2 separate regions of the Drosophila melanogaster genome follow, and region 2 is linked to region 1. The links are chromatin contacts, called in public Hi-C maps. All regions are on one chromosome and are shown on one strand. Each heading gives the region's core, a stretch centred on a gene start, on an enhancer-like site or on the middle of the called end of the contact. The rest is flanking DNA. Distances are from core to core; before and after follow the strand shown.

Region 1 (4,722 bases), core at 1,371-3,870:
TGGAACTGATTGCCGGCATGCCGACTATCGTGCTCATCGTGGCCTTCCTGATCTACGAACTATTGGTGGTGCTCCTCGCCCTGTTCCCCATTAACATAGCCGTCATATTCTTTCACTGGGACTTGCTAATGGATTCGAATATACACAGTACGTTGATCATCGTACACATATACCATATGCTTATTACTAATATGATCTGCAGTATACTCCGTCTATGTCATGTTCATCATTGCTGCGTGTGTGTTTAGCTTGAATATTTTGATAACCATCATGCCGATCTCGGATATGCCCTTTGTGTATCTAAAGGTACTCCTCGCCTACTCACTGGGCATTTTGGTTTACATAGCAGTGAAGGAACTGCGGCCATTTACGAATCCCAACACAGCCCACTTCCTATTGCTGGACTTCCATCCGTTCTATGCCCTGCTGCACAATCTAATGCGCATCGCCAGCATTTCGGAGAAGATCTGGCTCTGCAGCGATCGGCAAATTTACGAGACCAGTGTTTATGCGGATCAGTGCAACACGATTCCCAACTGTTGTGGTGAGGCATCCATCAAGTGTTTAGCTAGTGACCACCTAGTGTTTCTTTATAATCTTAACTATTTTAACTATCCGCCGTAGATGACGATGCACAGGAGTTCTACCACCTGCGATACCTGTGCTGTGTATACCTTCTGCTCGTCGTGGTTTGGATCTCGATTTTCATATTCCTCAAATCGCATATGGTGAAGCGAAGGCCACGACAACCGAAGTACTTTTGGGATAGTGAGTGAGTTGCTGTGCAGGAGCACATTTCAAAAATCAGTATATAACCGACGTGTTTCCAAAGTCCGGATAGCAAATACGATCAGAACATTCTGCATATCATGGAGCCCAGCGAGCTGGAGAACACCTGGATCCATGAAAAATCGCGTGTGAGCACTTTGGAACGCAACCACATTGAATCAAAAGCCCTGCATGTGGAGCATTTGAGCGTCTTTTTTGGCCTAAAAGCGGCAATCAAGCACATTGACTTCATGGTCAATCGGTAATGATAACCATATGCGAAATATCCATATACATTCATATATATATCCATCATGTTAGCTATCAAGTCATGAGCGTTTTCGGCGCCAATGGAACTGGAAAAAGTGTGCTGCTGAAGACGATTCTCGGCATTTACACACCTAGTTCGGGACGGATAATCAGCTCCAAGACGGTTCCATTCAAGTCGAAGGATTTGGATTCCTGCCATATGGTGGGCTACAGTGCTCAGGAGTTTCAAACGATGCAATTGATGACCATACTGGAGACATGGGATCTGATACTGCGTATTCGACGCTCCAAACAGATTTCCTTCAGGGCGGAGGCCACAAAGTTGTGCAAAATCTTCGGGCTGTACAAATATCGCTTCAACTCGCTGTCCATCTGCAGTCAGGGCGTACTGAAAAGACTGAGTCTCGGCATTGCCCTGATGAGCGATGCCGAGCTCATCCTGCTGGACGATCCCTTCACCCATTTGGATATCGTGTCGCAGCGCAGCATGCTGCACATAATCCACGATTTGCGCAGGCGTGGTCATAGCATTATCTATACCTGCAGCGACACCGCGTACTCCACGCCCGCTCTACGTATGGCTACGCTGAGCTATCCAGGAATCGCGGTGATTGGGGAGCGCGAGGAGATGCAACAGAACTACTACTCATCGTACTACATGGTGGAGACGAGAATCCATCTGGCCGAGCTGGGCAGTCCCATTGACTTTGATTCGCAATCGACGGAGGCAAAGGAGGATAGAGCAGGGACCACTGGGACGTTATTGCGGCACAAGCATCAGGAGTTCTCCGCGGCTTTCACTGACAGCGCGGACAGATGGAAGTACTTAAAGCTGTGCGGAGTCATCGAAAACGTATTTCCACATGCCATTATCAAGTGAGGCATTTCTCTGAGGCACAGCTTTCCATTTCCATTTCCATTCTAATTTTCTCTTTCCTTTTCTATCCCTGCAGGAATGTTAGTTTTCCCAGGGTCTGCTTCTGGCTGTCCAGTCACATGTACCCCATGTCCAGGATCGTCGATACACTGCATCGCAACAAGCAGGATTTCTATTCCTTCTCCGTGTCTCAGCCGTCGGTAAACTCTGTGTTCCTTAGCATTCATCGCCAGAAAAGCAACAAGGATGCATTTCCTTACTAAACGAATTGTGTAAACAGAAAGTTGCAAAGTAATTAAGTAAAGAATTATTCAAGAAGTAGTAGTATTATTATTGTTGTTAGAACATGGAACATGGATATCTAAAAGACATCGCATAACTATTTGCTCTTTTCAAAACTGTTATCAAATGTGAAACTGGCGAGTGCAACTATTTCGAGATGCATTATCCAAAATAGCAGACGCTGATAAAACCATTACGAGCAATATACATATATCTAAATATATTCCCTGCCAATTTCCTAATGGTTTCATTGGCGATACACGCTAGTTCCCGCAGCACGCGCGAAAAGTATACTGTTTGTCCAAGCCGTGTTTTCCACACAAGAAGTGAACGTTACCCATGTAACCGTCGCCGTCTGCCGATGGCGATGGCGATAAGGAGGCGCCTCCGACTATAAAAGCGAGTCTGGACTAAATTTGTCTCGTTATTGAAACAGCACCTCCAAGCCGGTTTACCAACATGAAAGTTTGTACGTCGAACAATGGATTATACCACATCGATTATATAGCAAAGGATATATGGGATACTTCAAAAATAGATATATACAATATGATCATAATGTCTGCATGTGTGTCCAAACAACATGCATGTGCAATTAGCTTAAAGATCTTATTGTTAAATCTATATTAAAATTGTTGTATATTCTTTCGTCTTTAGGGATTGCACAGCATCTATTTGTGGTGATCCTAGTGTCGTCGGCGGTGCCATTGACTGAAGCTTTGGGCAGCACCGTTTGTGCGGATCGCTTCAATGGCCTGTCGTTTGCGGATCCGGCCAGTTGCTCCAGCTTCTTTGTGTGCCAGCGTGGTAATGCCGTTCGGCGCGAGTGCTCCAATGGCCTGTATTACGATCCAAAGATCCAGACCTGCAATCTACCCGGACTAGTCAAATGTTTCAACGGGGATCGCGGCGGTTCTGTGCTGGGAGACGTCAAAGCAAACGTCACTTTGGTGCCCAATGGAAAGGCCAATGGGGAGGTCACCACGACGCCACCACAAACAACCACCTGTCCACCGACGACGACAGTGACACCCGCAGTGACCACCAAAAAATCGAAACTTATTCTCGATACCGAGGATGCAGATGATGCCCATTCCATCTTCCAAGTTACTCCGCATCCACTCACTAACAGAATTGATGTGCTGAGATCCCAGCGCGATTGCCGTGGAATAAACGATGGCGAGTATTTGACAGATCCCAAACATTGCCGTCGTTTCTATATGTGCCATAAGAATCGGGTCAAGCGCCATAATTGCCCACGGAATCAGTGGTTCGATCGGGAGACGAAATCCTGCCAAGATCGCGAGTTGGTACTGAATTGCCCAGTCAATCGGAATTAGACGTGTTTTCCAATAGCACATACAATATACAATGGTTGCCATAGTAGCATATGTGGATATCGTAAATACTGTTGAATGATCTTGGTTCCTGGATCACAAAATATCAGTTAAAGATATATAAATCAATTATAAAACCATTGGTGAAATAAACCAAAGCAACATTCGAAACAATGCATCATGAAAATCATTTTTTTTTTTTAATTCTAAATTAGAAACTATCTATATATGTAAGTACGAAATATACTAAGTTTTGCTATTGCAAAATATTGTTATTAAAAATTAGCAATTAGGCTATGCATCCTATCTGCCAATCCTAGTAAAGAAAATCGATTTTTCAAAATATATATTTTTTTTTGACGATTCAAGATAATGGAAGGAATTACAACAAATAATTTGGAACGAAATATGTGTGTGCACTGCAAGATACGTGTCTCAATCAAGCCATGTGCTGTGCGTCGTCCTCATTCGCCTTGTGGGCATCGGTATCGGGCATGGCCGATGGTGGCATTATCCTTCCACCCTCTGCAATCGCATCGTTGTTCTTCTCGCCGCCGGCTGGCAAGTTGAGGGGCAGATTAAGTTCCCTCAGGAAGCAAGTGAAGTTCACCACACGACCCTTGTTCAGGAACGGGATCTTGGGGCAGAGCTCGAAGGCGTGGTTCACGGGCAGCATGTCGCAGCCCTTGCCGCATGATACGTCGATGAAGTTCATTAGGTCGCACACCTCGATGTCGTCGCACTCGTTGCGATTCAGAATCGAGAGTATATTGTCGATCAGTTCCAAGGAGAATGGCAGGCGACATCCCCGCAGTGCCGATCTCACCTTAACTTCGGGCAGGAATGGCTGGTTGGTCGGATTGATGTGATGGAAGTGCTCCATCAGATCATCCCGAGCATTCCACAGGGTTCTCTTAAGCTCGAGATGAGCCGCCGCCCGCACCGTGGACCGATCGCAGGCATTTGGTTGACTCTTCTCCGCCGAAAAGTGCCGGCAGAGGCTGATGATCTCGTGATCGCTGATCTGGTTACCCATAATGCTGATCAGGGCGCCCTTGAAACTCTCGAAGGACACAAAGACATCACGCTTCTTCTCAAGATCCGTACAGTCCGGAACACACGATCCCACAAACTCCGCCATGCGATTCTGCAGGGCACTCTTCACCTTCTCCATGATCACACCCACAT
Region 2 (4,722 bases), core at 1,116-3,615, 530 kb after region 1:
GAATTCGAATGTGATGTCTGAGGTCAAGTTTTTAACCTTGCAGATAAACCGACAATGTGAAAACGGCTTGGCTATCTCCCCCATATATTTTTGTTTGTTCCATTTGTTTTTCCTTTTTTTTTTTTTTGGCCGACGTCACAAGATAAAGCGAACTGATATGCAGTCTGCACTCCATACTAAACGTTAGCAAATTAGTTTTCGTTTCGAAACGGATTAGCAGTGGAGCCAGTACTTTATATTTAATTTCCACTCGAACTGAACGAACTAATTAGTTAATTTATCTTTGTTAACTACTCACTAACCCACTAAGTTACCTTGCGAACTCATAGTGCTTGAAATCCCTTTCTCATTTCCCTATGTTTTTGAAATTCCACTGAAGTGGAGTTGATTAAAGAAGAGATTTAATAGTAAGCCAAGCATATCAGAAGAGAATAAAAATAGCATTTAAGAGGCAGGTGAAGCCGTTTGACCACAAGTATCCTACGTTTTAAGGATTTGTCCATTGATGTAATACCTAGAACTAGTAGCTTGCAAAGCACACTCCCTATTAATTTCGCTTTTCGCAGCTGTCTTGAAAGACCAGCGAGGAATAATTCAATAAAAAGAGATTATCAGTTAAGCAATTTCCGTATATTTAACGTATGTGGCGCTAGCATATCACAACAATGAAGAAAAAACAAAAAAAAAAAAACGCAGCAGCAAGATAATAATGAGTTTACTGGTTGAGCTTGTTCTTGAGAATGCTCAACTGGGTGAGGCAGTTGTCGCGGTAGTTGCGGCGTTGGGCCAACTGATCCAGCGGCACCATCTCGCCCAGCTGCTTGGCCACCTCGACGGCGACGGGGCCCTCCATTTTCGGTGTCGGTCCCATTGTCTCGCTAACCGCATAGATGGTGTTCGAGTAGCGTTCGAAATAGTTGGCCATGCCCTCGGCATTCAGATGGGCCGTCTCCAGGGGACCCAGGAAGGCGTAGCGCGGTCCCAGTCCATTGCTCATCACGCTATCGATGTCCTTGACATTCAGGATGCCGGCCTCGACCAAACGCCATGTCTCGTTCAGGATGGCATACTGGATGCGGTTGAGGGCGAAGCCCTCGATCTCCCGCGACAGCGTAACTGGTTTCTGGCCAATCTCCTCCATCAGGGCACGGGTCTTCTTCACCCATTCCGGTTTCGTCCACGGCGCAGGCACGATCTCGACCAGAGGCACGTAGTACGGTGGGTTGACGGGATGCGAGACCAAAACCTGTTCACGAAATCAAGCGTAATTGGGCTTAGTCATTGCGGCGATCACATCGAAATCCAAATAAATGCGAATCAAATTGGGCACAAGGACGGCGCAGCTTTAAATTAAAGCAATTGCAGCTAAGAATGTTTCTTAAAACAATAAGCTGTTTGTATGTATTACGATTAACTATTCTTTTTACCAAGTAATCAGCTCAAGGTGGAGATATACTATGGCTCACTAATCTCAAGAATTCAACTCACATTGGCCTTGTTTTTCAGATCCGCGCTGAAGAGGGAGGGCAGAAAAGTGCTGGTGGAGCTGGAGAGGATGGTGTTGGGTCCGACGACGGCGTCCAACTGCTTGTAGAGCGCCTTTTTCAGATCGAGACGCTCGGGGATGCACTCCTGGACGAAGATGGCGCCCTTGACCAGCTCCTTGAGGTCGTTGGTGCCGGAGATGCAGGCGAATTGCTGGGCGGCGGTCAGTTTGCCGCGTAGCAGGCCCTTGGCCTCCAGATCCTGCAGCTCCTTCTGCGTGGCAGTCAGAGCGGTGGACACCTGCTCGGGCAGGATGTCGTACAGCACCACCTGGTAGCCCACCGAGGCGAACAGCATGGACCAGGAGCGACCAATTAGACCGCTGGAATGGTAACACCGCCAGTCAGCACCTGGATATCCTAGCGAATAACAGCTTCCTGCTCCAACTCACCTGCCCACAATGCCAACTTTCTCGTTCTTTGCCGACATCTTTGTTTATTTACTTTTGCCGATTTACTTCGGTGGAGTTGGATTTAAGAAGGAGCTATGGAGGAGCTATTGCTGTCGACCGCCACTTGGCACAGCGTACATGCGTTTGAGCAATTAGACGGCAGCGCAACCGGTTTAATATTCGGCGATAACCACGCCAGAGGTGAACCCAAAAACGAGAACGAGACCCGAGCCCAAGTGTTTGTGGGGTGTTTGCGGACGCGCTTGATGGGTGTCGCTGGAGATTTCGGAGGAGATAGTGGGCCGTGCGATAACAATGCCGCCCCGTTGGGCAATTGGACGATGCTGCCACGCCCACAGCGCTGTATACACATCATTGAGCTGCCGCGTACCTTGCATTTAGTGCATTTAGGCTTTGAATGCAGGCCCTAAAGTTGTTGAAATTATGTATTTTTTGTTAAATACTATATGCTAGCTAGCAAGCCAAGGAAAATGTAAATGATTGTCCAGAAATTGATTTATAATCATAATTAATTAAAAGAAACCCTGCAAGCAACTCAGTTAATTAAACTTATAAAAGCCAGCATTGGTACACTTCATTTTGATAGCTTTTACCTTGGCTAGGTACGCAGGACGGGTACCTGTACCTTTTCCAACCGGTATTTTCCACTCGCGTGGGTGGAAGGGGGGCTGGTTGTGTGTGTGAGATAGTCCATCAAAAGTTCTCAAGGAGCTACCAATTTCCTAGCGGGTGTCACACGACAAAACTGTGCCAAGATGCCCTTAATTTGACTTTTATTAATAATGCCATTTTATAATGTTAGTTTAGCTACTACGGCGGGTATCTTTGTGATTGTCCGTGCATTTATGTATGTATGTACATATGTATTTGCTACCGGCACAAAAATAACCCCGCGAATTGTTTACTAAGCTTTTTAAGCTTTCGCTGTCTTAAATATAAGGCAATAAAATATTGTAAATATGTATGTTTGTAGAGCAAATGGCAATAACTACGTCAAGTATTATCAATCTGATTCGAGCGTTTCGTTGTAAAACTATTCTAAATATACGTTTTTTCAATGCTCTGCCTGTTCAAAATTGCAACCATAGTCTATAGAATATTCTTAAAAAATGTTTGTGAGTTGTAAATGCAAAGATCTATTTGGTTTGTTTAGTTTAGTTTGTTTAATCTCTACTGACATATTTATCACTTCATTTCTTGTGCGAGATATACCTGGAATGGTACAAATTTAACTTTTAGTTTCTCCAATCTTTGGTTTTTTCCACATAATAAATTAAACGCGACGTCTTAAGATTAGAATGGAAAACATGATCTTGCTTTTCTCATTTGCAATGAATATACAAATCATAAGGTTTCTTCGTGTTTTTAACTTAATATGAAAGCAACCAGACTAAAAATATAATAACCTTTGAAAGAGTATACAAAAGTAATCCTCTTGAAGGATTAACGTTTCCATCTTTAATTAATGGTTTAATTGCTCGTTTTTTGTTTAAGCCAGTATGGAAAGACGAAGAGAATCTGATTAGTGTGTTAAAAGTGAAATTTGTATTGCTATTTTGTTGCTTAACTATTTTATTTGTTTAATGTAATAATGCAAAGTGCAGCTAATAATTAAATTAAGTCTACTTTGCAGCCCAACTGAAAGCTGTAATATCTAATCGGTGAATTCGTATTAATTCAATTACACATGTGCATATTTACAACTAATTTAGTAGCTAATTTAGCTTCCTGATAAGATGGCGGCCTGCATGGATCTCCCATCTCTTTCCTTTTGACTTTGGATTCTAGCTTATCGTTTTCAATGCCTCAAATGGACCCGAAAAATTCAAAAGGCCAGCGTTTCTCGCGTTTAGTTATATTCAAAAATATACATTTTTTTTTTTAATTTCGTTCTATTATTTAATTTAAAGTTAGCTAGAATGCTGCTTATAGTGCCATCTTTCGACCCTCTATCGATATCTCAACGGCCCTGCGGCTCTCCTTCAGTCGCTTTGAGTCCAGGAAACGTTTCATGTGCTTCTCGTAGCGGTTTGGCTTGCGTTTTGTCGACTGAAATGAGATTCAATGGAATCAATGAATAAGTGGAGGCGAAAGCCAGGGCTTTATGCTGGACTACTTACCGCGGAGACTTCACCCTCGACGGTTGACTTTGGGCGGATGACGTAGTCCTTGTTGGAGGGCATGGGAACACGAGCGCGAGCCACCCAACCGGGATCTCCGGGACGCAGCATCTTGTCCTCGTTGGAGAGGGTCTGATTTAAGGTAGGTGCTTTGCTGCTGGAGGAAGGCTCTGTATCCGGACTCTTATGCCGATGACGTGACATCTGCGCCAAATCGCGCTCCTGACGCTCCTCCTTGCTCATCGCTGAGAAGTTGCAGCTAACGTTGAATATCGGCCGAGCCCATTCGGAAATCAGGCGACCAGCGCGATCGCGATTCGACTTGGTCTCCTGGGGGTGTTTGTACAAGTACATCACAGCCTTGCCAATGCCCGACTGTTTCAAAAGTCCCTTTTCAATGGTAGGAAACTAAAGATGGAGAATCCACACATTAGAAGCCATAATATAATATATAATAATCTAAGCATGCCACTTACATCTGATAACAGTTTAAGAATACTCTCGCGTATCTGAAGACATGGCAGACTTTTGTTTGGCAGGGGCGCTAGCCAATCTGTAAGTACATTGAGTATATTGTGCTCCAAGAAGGCCAGCTGCAAGTGCTTCTTGATCAGCTGTGACATCACTTGCTTCAGCATGGAAATC

The links. A called contact is a pair of places that touch in the nucleus more often than the background predicts.
Region 2: a Hi-C map of the Kc167 cell line shows a contact between it and region 1, with 2.1 times the contacts expected there. The contact joins the promoter of Had1 here to the promoter of CG43673 in region 1. A contact is called at or near these places in 14 of 107 Hi-C or Micro-C datasets (the D17-c3 cell line, the Kc167 cell line, the ML-DmBG3-c2 cell line and 6 more).

The regions. Positions count from the first base shown.
Region 1 is chrX:15,776,526-15,781,247 of dm6, forward strand. It overlaps CG43673, which reads left to right and starts at 2,621. Exons shown (of 2, transcript NM_001272651.2): 1 at 2,621-2,666; 2 at 2,855-3,689. The coding sequence starts at 2,657. The coding sequence ends at 3,537. CG43672 reads left to right here. Exons shown (of 11, transcript NM_176739.3): 6 at 1-147; 7 at 203-544; 8 at 625-772; 9 at 833-1,030; 10 at 1,090-1,914; 11 at 1,992-2,249. The coding sequence ends at 2,178. Efhc1.1 (EF-hand domain containing 1.1) reads right to left here. Exons shown (of 4, transcript NM_132847.2): 4 at 3,873-4,722. The coding sequence ends at 3,974.
Region 2 is chrX:16,306,302-16,311,023 of dm6, forward strand. Had1 (beta Hydroxy acid dehydrogenase 1) reads right to left here and starts at 2,366. Exons shown (of 3, transcript NM_001298391.1): 1 at 1,937-2,366; 2 at 1,489-1,867; 3 at 611-1,246. The coding sequence starts at 1,974. The coding sequence ends at 716. CG9915 reads right to left here. Exons shown (of 6, transcript NM_001272675.1): 4 at 4,554-4,722; 5 at 4,078-4,485; 6 at 3,516-4,006. The coding sequence ends at 3,884. It overlaps CG3679, which reads left to right. Exons shown (of 3, transcript NM_001272674.1): 3 at 1-1,076. It also overlaps asRNA:CR45485.